3 separate regions of the Mus musculus genome follow, and all the other regions are linked to region 3. A link is a contact called in public HiChIP or PLAC-seq and promoter capture Hi-C data. All regions are on one chromosome and are shown on one strand. The core of a region is the stretch at or near the end of the contact, and the rest is flanking DNA. Distances in the headings are between cores, read along the strand shown. Region 1 overlaps Anks1 (ankyrin repeat and SAM domain containing 1). Region 2 overlaps Anks1 (ankyrin repeat and SAM domain containing 1). Region 3 holds the start of Fance (Fanconi anemia, complementation group E).

Region 1 (2,700 bases), core at 129-2,628, 390 kb after region 3:
CCATGAATCGCTCTCCCTAAAGTGCATGTCCATCACTATCAGTACCTTTCTTTCCATGGCCATGAAATGCCTCAGTCCTGCCTCCTGCCCAGCAGCTACCCCTTAGCTCAGGCTTTGCTCACTCTCAGCTTTCTCAATGTGCCCTGCTCTGCTGCTGCCTGGGGCAGCTCTGGCCTTCCCTTCTCTGCCTGTACAGCTCCCTGGCCTTACGGTCCCAGGCCTTCCATGTTCCCAAGGGGAAGCTCACCCTCTGCTTCTGGAAACCCTCAGCATCCTTCCGCCCCACAACACTCATCAAGGGTTGTTGCTTATATGCTCTCTCCCCAGCAGATTGGCAAATACTGGATGGAGACTTCTTTTCTCTCTGGAACTCCTCTAGCCAGCAAGGTGATCTGGCACAGGCAAGGCACTCGTTACATGAAGAAACTGCCAATTGTCCTTTGGCTCCATGTCAGCATAATTCTCCCAACTTCTCCAGAAAGTAGGGCCAGTTTTGATCACTTAAACGCACTTAGAAATGTGGGTTGGTGCTAACAGCTGTTATCAGTCCCATGTGACTGAAGACAACCCTAAGCCAGCTTTAAGTTTGGCTGCTCAGGACATGGAATGGGGTGCAATGAAGGAGGAATAGGGGGATGAGCTCCAACCGTTACATGAGCCCAGGATGGGTGTTCTGCAAGGAATTACATGCGTCTGGAAATGTGTTAGCACATGCAGACATTCCTGTCTCCCGTCCCACTGTACTGCAGAAACCTAAGTGCATATGAGTTACAGACATGTTTCTAGAGATTCCCCAGTGCCAGAGGACAGGACAGTAGCTACCCCAGGGAGGGGCGCTCTGGCTGTGGTGCTGGAGTATACTCCTACACAGATGCACTGACGGGTAAGAACATACAAATCTATTCCTGCAAGACTCATGTACTCAATTGCATTCTCATTGCTTTTCCTTTTGCAGCACTGGGCATCAAACCTAGGATCTTGCACATTGGCCAAGTCCTCTACCACTGAGCTGCACCTGAGCCAGAGGGGTTGTGGGGCTGGAGAAGTGGCTCCGTGTAACACACTGGCTCTTCTTCCAGAGGACCCACATTTTCCACGATCTCACACCGTGGTTCACAACATCTGTAACTCTACCTCTGGGGGATCCAATGTCCTCCTCTGGCCTGTGTGGACATCAAGCCCACACTGCAGGCAGTGACTCGGCTGAGCCTGGTGTTTCTGTTACAAGTTTGTAGACGCATACCCAGGATGACAGTGTGTAGAACAACACACATGGCACGTGCCTCACAGTGTTGCAATAGCACTGCAAAGCTTCTCTACTTAATATAGTGACCAAGGCTTACTTCAAAAAGTTACAAGGTAATAAAGAGAAAAGGGAAGTTACTAGATGACTGCAGTGCATCTTTCCCAACAACAGGGGACCAAAGAGCTTGCCAGTCCTGCAGAGACTAAATGGGTCTCTGGTCGACTTTAATTCATCAGCTCTCCCTATGTCTCCACTCCCCGAGGCTGGCCAGCATTCAAGCCTGAACTGTCTTGTACTGGCCGGCCAGCAGCTTCCTCAACTCACCATGCAGGAGCATCATGGCGCTGGCCGGCCAACTCATCTGTCTGTCCCATTCCAGCCTCTCCATTTTAACCCTGACAACTCCCCTCCCTCCTCCATCTAATCTTCTCAGCTGTCTGGATGCTACAATAGCAGGGTTCAAACTCTACTTCAGGAGGGAACACTGCATGGTGGAGAAAGGGCTCCAGACTACCCTCGACTGACTGCCACCTCCTCCTCCACACTCCTCAGTACTGACCATTTACACTGACAACTCCATGGCTGGGCGCCCAGGAGGAAATATTGTTAATATTTCCTCTGTGTAAATATTAACAATCTTCAGCTGCCTGCTATGTTCTAGCCACCTTTAAGAGTTTACAAAGATTACGTCATTGAAGCATCACGCAACCTCTTAGGAGAGCTCTCCCTTTCCTTCCCTTCCTCCCTTTCCTCTCCCTTCCCTTTCTCCCTTCCCTTTCTTCTTTCCTCTCTTCTTTCCTTTCCTTGGTTACTTTAGAGAAAGGGTCTCATGCAGCCCAGGCCGGCCTTAAATTGGCAGTGTAACAAAAGATGACCATGAACTCCTGACCCTGCAGCCTCCGCCTCCCAAGCCCTTGAATTATAACGTGTGCCATCTGGCTAAGAAGTTCTATTATAGATGATGGAAATAAGACAAAAATGAAGAAAGTTGATTGCATCTTTAACTAGCAGGTGGTAAAGGCAAGATCCAAACTCAGTTTGTTTGATTCTGCATGGGTTCGAACCCTATTCCTGGTATCAACTTGTCTTAGGGTTTTATCGCTGAAATGAAACATCATGACCAAAAAACAACTTGGGGAGGGAAGGGCTTATTTCAGCTTGCACTTTCAGGTAATGTCCCATCACTGAGAAATCAGGACAGGAAGTCAAACACTGCAGGAACCTGGAGGCAGAAGCTGATGCAGAGGCCACAGAAGGGTGTTGCTTACTGGCTTGCTCAGCCTGCTTTCTTATAGAGCCCAAGATACCAGCCCAGGGATGGCACCTCCCACAGTGGGCTGGGACCTACCCCAATGATAACTAGTTGAGAAAGTGCCCTACAGCTGGATCTCAAGGAGGCATTTCCTCAACTGAGACTTCTTCCTCTCTGATGACTCCAGCTTGTGTCAAGTTGA
Region 2 (2,700 bases), core at 27-2,526, 310 kb after region 3:
CATTACTCCAGATTCATCTCACCCTTCTGCCCCCCCCCCGCCCCCGCCCCCGGGTTCCTTGCTAAGCTCTGCATCCAGCTTGCTTCCATGGCTTCCCAACAGGAAGCTCTGCTCTGTGCCCATGGCACCTTAGGATTCTTTACACAGATGCTGATGCTTCGAGAAGGCACAGGACTCTGAAGGTCCCGGCCAAAAGAGAGTGAGCAGGAGTTCAAACACAAGCCTCTGCCCTGGCCTGGACTTCTTACATCTTTCTTCTTTCCTGAAAGCTCTGATGTCACCACCAGAGTGACTGTCTCTTCTGTTCCGGAGGACATGACACAGTCTCCCAAGAAGGCAGCAAGCAACACAGCCGTCCTAAGGGCTCCCTTCTGTCACCAAGACAGAACCCAGGAACTGTTGTTCCTTGCGATCTGTCTCAGAGAAGCACGGCCCCATCAGGATTTACCAGTGGCCTCCCAATCACCTGACGCTTTCCTAGTCTTTGTCCTCTAGCTCCGTGTCACTGGACATAGTGGTAACTGGGCTCACATGCTTACTTTCCTGCGCTCCCCTGACCTGGACTTTCTAGCCACCTAGGATAAAGGGCGTGGCTGTTGCTTAGGGCAGCTTCACTCTGTGGTCCAGGCTGATGTGGAACTTGTGACCATCTTGTCCTAGCTCCCCATGCCTAGCCTTTAAGGCTGTTCTTTTTCAAATTTGCCACCTCTTCAGCATGATTGCACTGAAGAGGCATACCCAGCTTTTGGGGACTACCTTCCCAAGGCTTTCCCCTTCCCGTGTCAATGGCTAGAAAGTGAACGGACGGCCACCTGGGCTGTGACCAACAGGTCCTGAGAACACAGACTTCCACCCAGCCCTGTGCTCGTCTCTGCTGAGGTCATTCAGCTCCTGGGATCTTCAGCATCTCTCTTAGTCATCAGGACCACATTTCTGGGCATTGTGGGCATAATTCACACAGTGTTCTCCTAGAACGCAGGCTGGACACCTCAGCACACAGCCCTGCTCACCCATACCTGGCCGCACCCCTGTCACCTTACCCCTCAGACTTGTCCCACTCCTTCCTCCTCCCCTGACTTCCTCCTGCCCCTCTGGGAAGAATCCTGGCTGCAAGCTGTTCCTGCCTCTGGCTTGTTCCAAGCTAAGACTCCCAATTTCTACCCTTCAGAGCATGTGGCCCCCAGGCTGCCACCCCACTCCTCAAGTTTCAACAGTACCGCTCTGTCTCTGGAATAAAGACTGACATTTGAGAGCCAACCTCTAGGACAAGTTCTCTTTGTTCCAGGCTACTCTCCACCTCCTCCCTCCCTCCCTCCACCCACTGTTGTGTGCCACACCCCTGCCTGGAACCTTGGTCATCTCCCTCCCCAGCCTTGGCCTACCAAGTTGAAGTCTCTATTTCAGGGCTTGGCTCAGACACTCTCCTTATAGAGCTATCTCTGATCTCTTGTGTGAACATAATTTGTCTCACTTTTGAACATCAAACTGCTTTTATTTTTTAAAATCACTTTCATGTGAATTCAACATATTCTGCCCCCTTACACATTTCAACTATTTTTTGTATTTACCACCCATGTACATATCCATATAATTTGTCAAAACATTCTGTGGAAGGAAATACAGAGCCACTACTCACAAAGCTTATTTGATGAGAGGGAAAGTGAGCTGTCCTAAGCCTGCAGCAGCAGGAGGAGGGAGGCAGCCAGAGGCCTGGTTTTGTCAGAAGCCTGAGTCAGAAGCTGGGGAGAAGATGCTGCTCCATGAGACTCAACTGCCAAGCTGTCTGTTCACAGAGTCACAGAGGCGTGCAAGCGCCTGCCGTGAAAAGCCAGCCTGGGTCTTCAGGGAGAGACGGAAGGGCCTGAGGACTGGCATGACCTTCTCTTTCTGAAAGCTGAGTAAGGGGACTCCCTGCTCAGCCCTGGAGAGGGGTCACCAAGGTGACAGGAGCAGAGAGAGGACTGTAGACAGAGGACAGGCAAGAAGACCAAAGTCTTCTCACTCAAGTGCAGCACGGCTCTGGGGAACATCACCCCAACCGCACTATGTGCATTCCCATGCACGGCTGTCCTCATGCTCGCTCACCACTTCACAGGCCCACAGAGTGCCCAGGACAGCAGTGTGACTAGTAGACCTCCTGGCTACTTTCCTATGTGCTACCCAACCTGGAGTTTGCAGTCACTGAATGTCAGGCTGTCTCAGTTCCTGATCCCACTCGCACATGTGGCCGGCCTGTGTCCGTCACGTGACTTCCCGCTGCTCCTCTCCGGCTTCAGATACAGTGTAGCAGCTACAAGGAGGCTGGCTGCTCCTCTCCCCCTTCAGATACAGTGTAGCAGCTACAAGGAGGCTGGCTGCTCCTCTCCCCCTTCAGATACAGTGTAGCAGCTACAAGGAGGCTGGCTGTTCCTCTCCCCCTTCAGATACAGTGTAGCAGCTACAAGGAGGCTGGCTGCTCCTCTCCCCCTTCAGATACAGTGTAGCAGCTACAAGGAGGCTGGCGGCCACGGGCACAGCGAGGGAGCTTCGCAGGCGCTTTATCTCTACTCACCTGCTGCTCACCTCCCAGCCTCCCCTCTCAGGGCCACCTGTCTGCCACATCACAGTGTAACATCTGAGATGCTCTTCAACTCCCAGACTTAAAAGACCCTCTGGCCTCTGCTCTCCAAATAACAGGGACTACCGTCGCATGCACTACCT
Region 3 (2,700 bases), core at 184-2,683:
CCATGTCTTCAAGCCTCCCCCTGTGTCAGGGCCATTATCACACCAAGGTGCCTGTCATGTGAGGATAATAGAGAAATATATATTGGAAATATAGGAAATATATATAATATAGAGAAATATATATAGAAAATATAGGAGATATATATGTGTATATATACATATACATACATACATACATATATACATATATACATACACACACACACACACACACACACACATATATATATATATATATATATATATATATATATATATATATATCCTTTATTGTGATAGGGTTTCTCTGTGTAGCCCTCGCTATCCTGGAACTCGCTCTGTATACCATGCTGGCCTCAAACTCACAAGAGATCTGTCAGTCTCTAGTTTTCTTGGCCTGTGCAGTCTTGGTTTCCAACTTGAAGCAATCCTCCTGTCTCAGCTTCCTGACCGCTGAAACCAGACCCTACACTGTATGACCTGTATTTTTGTTTTTCGAGACAGGGTTTCTCTGTATAGCCCTGGCTGTCCTGGAACTCAGAAATCCGCCTCCCTCTGCCTCCCGAGCGCTGCGATTAAAGGCATGTGCCCCCACGCCCGGCATGACCTGTATTTTTAACACAGGTGTCCACTTGACAAGAACATCTGTATTAGAGATACATTATTTGTGTTTTGGCAGAGTCTATGTTGTCCTGGGTGGTCTTGAACTTAAAGATCCTCATGCCTCTGCCTACTGGGTAGTGCTATTACCAGCGTGCACCACCACACCCCGCCTTTTATTCTTCTTAGGACAGAGTCTCACTCTGTTGCCCTGGAACTCAAGAGACATATGCTCGCCTCTGCCTCCAAATGCTGGAGTTAAAGCCATGCACCAGCAGCTCAGCAACTGGAGATGGAAGCAAAGCAAACAAACTCAGTCTGCACTTAGAATTCTGCCTGACAAAATGCGTGTCTCAGCCCAGTGCTGGCACGCGCACTTGTAATCCTGTCACCGAGGACATGGCTGCCGGAGTTCCAGGCTAACTTAGGCTAGATGGAACCCTGCCTCAACTACACAAATAAGCAGGGGGGAGGCGGCGGGGGCCACGGGCGGGGACTCACAGCTCTAGGCGGCCGTCGGGGCCCCGCACCTCGGGCTCTAAGTGGCCCAGCGCCTCCAGGAAGCCATCCCAAGGGAAGTGCTCCGCGCGGCGGCCGAGGGCGCGCAGAACCCCTAGCCCGCGCCGCGCACCCTCAGGCCCTGCCTGTAGCGCCTGAAGCAGGAGGCGGGCAGGGGCCTCCAGGCTCGCCCAGGGCGCCGCTCCGGCCGAGGCTACGGAGTCCGACCCCGGCGTCGCCAGCGCAGAGCGGACGCGGGGCGGCGGCTAGGACACGCGGGATCGGAGCGCCACTCCAGCCGCGCAAAGCTCCCGAAGCCAAGGAAAGCCGGAGCACCCTGTAGAGCCTGAAGGGGCGGGATCTAGCGATCGGGGCGGGGCCGGAAGGGACGTGATCATCGGGAGGGGGCGGGACCATCAACTAACCAGACCTGTAAGAGAGCGTCCAGGAGAGGGGCGGAGCGGGGACGGAGCGAGGGCATCAGGAAGCAACTTAACTCCCTGCATAGTACGAGAAGCCCGCGAAGGGGCGGGGCCGGTTCCTGCGTCTGGAGCCAATCTGATCCGCGCTTGATGGAGCGGCTGTACTATACTGCTGCCTAATCTTAGTCCTTCTCCACGTCTTTTTAAAATGTTTCTTTTCAAAAATTATTTTATGCCGGGCGTGGTGGCGCACGCCTTTAATCCCAGCACTCGGGAGGCAGAGGCAGGCGGATTTCTGAGTTCGAGGCCAGCCTGGTCTACAGAGTGAGTTCCAGGACAGCCAGGGCTATACAGAGAAACCCTGTCTCGAGAAAAAAAAAAAAAGCAAAAATTATTTTATGCGTATGGGTGATTTGCTTGTATATATGTAAATGCACTATGTCTAGTGCCCGCGGAGGCCAGAAGAGGGCGTGGGATGTCCTGGGACTGGAGTTAGCGGCTGTAAATTTACATGTGGGGTCCTCTGCAAGAGCAGCTAATACTCTTAACCGCTGAGCCATCATCCCTCCAACTCTGTTTCCATTTTGCCTTTTCTGTGTGTGTGTGTGTGTGTGTGTGTGTGTGTGCCTGTGTGTATATATATGTATGTGGGCCAAATGTGTGCAGGAGACCTGGAAGGTCAGAAGAGAAAATCAAAATCTTTGAAACTTGAGTTATAGGCAGTTAAGACTGCACGCGCATGCTGAGAAACCCCAGTCTTTACGAATACAATTAGCACTCTTAACCACTAAGCCATCTCTCTAGTTCCTATCCTTTTACATTTCTATTTTTACTCATGTGTATGGGGCGTATGTGTATGTGTAGCTGGGAAATATCTCTATGTGTATATAGTATGTATGTGTTCTGAACCTTAGTCCTCTGTGAGACAGCAATATGGCCTCTTAACTGATAAGACATCTCCCCAGCCACAAATTATCAAATATTTTGACCGTGACAGTTACTTTCAGGAAGAAAAAAAAAAAAAAGGAGATAAATTGAGATGCCTTATAATAGGATGACCAGGCAAAATGAACCCAATAAGGTCCAGGTCAGGGAGTCTGTAGGGAGGTTGCTACAGGAAGAGAAGAAACAGGGCAACGGCCCTGGAGCTGCAGGGTGGCTGAAGAGGAGATCAGAGAGGCTACCAGGCTTGAGGTCACAC

What was found. Promoter capture Hi-C pulls out the DNA fragments that hold promoters and counts their contacts. HiChIP or PLAC-seq counts read pairs in DNA pulled down with a chosen protein or histone mark.
Region 1: a promoter capture Hi-C map of the C10 cell line shows a contact between it and region 3, with 4 times the contacts expected there. The contact joins the enhancer-like site here to the promoter of Fance in region 3. A contact is called at or near these places in 1 of 39 promoter capture datasets (the C10 cell line), 2 of 484 Hi-C or Micro-C datasets (the G1E-ER4 cell line and palatal mesenchyme), 1 of 115 datasets of contacts at active chromatin or transcription factors (embryonic stem cells) and 2 of 9 other capture datasets (adipose tissue and liver).
Region 2: an H3K4me3 HiChIP or PLAC-seq map of embryonic stem cells shows a contact between it and region 3, with 2.1 times the contacts expected there. The contact joins the enhancer-like site here to the promoter of Fance in region 3. A contact is called at or near these places in 4 of 484 Hi-C or Micro-C datasets (CD4 T cells, embryonic stem cells and palatal mesenchyme), 3 of 115 datasets of contacts at active chromatin or transcription factors (embryonic stem cells and memory CD8 T cells) and 3 of 9 other capture datasets (adipose tissue, liver and pancreatic islet).

The regions. Positions count from the first base shown.
Region 1 is chr17:27,924,414-27,927,113 of GRCm38.p6, reverse strand. All of the region lies in intron 1 of Anks1 (ankyrin repeat and SAM domain containing 1), which reads right to left. Among named protein-coding and RNA genes, the nearest start is that of Anks1, 16 kb to the right of the region's middle. Within about 2 kb of position 1,378, at least 33 of the 459 cell types and tissues checked have an H3K27ac peak or open chromatin away from gene starts, as enhancers often do.
Region 2 is chr17:27,999,622-28,002,321 of GRCm38.p6, reverse strand. All of the region lies in intron 11 of Anks1 (ankyrin repeat and SAM domain containing 1), which reads right to left. Gm35290 (a long non-coding RNA gene) reads left to right here. Exons shown (of 2, transcript XR_003952249.1): 2 at 1-1,257. Among named protein-coding and RNA genes, the nearest start is that of Gm35290, 6.3 kb to the left of the region's middle. Within about 2 kb of position 1,276, at least 73 of the 459 cell types and tissues checked have an H3K27ac peak or open chromatin away from gene starts, as enhancers often do. A contact at or near this core is called in embryonic stem cells, where this site is marked.
Region 3 is chr17:28,312,263-28,314,962 of GRCm38.p6, reverse strand. It overlaps Fance (Fanconi anemia, complementation group E), which reads right to left and starts at 1,433. Exons shown (of 10, transcript NM_001163819.1): 1 at 1,081-1,433. The coding sequence starts at 1,319.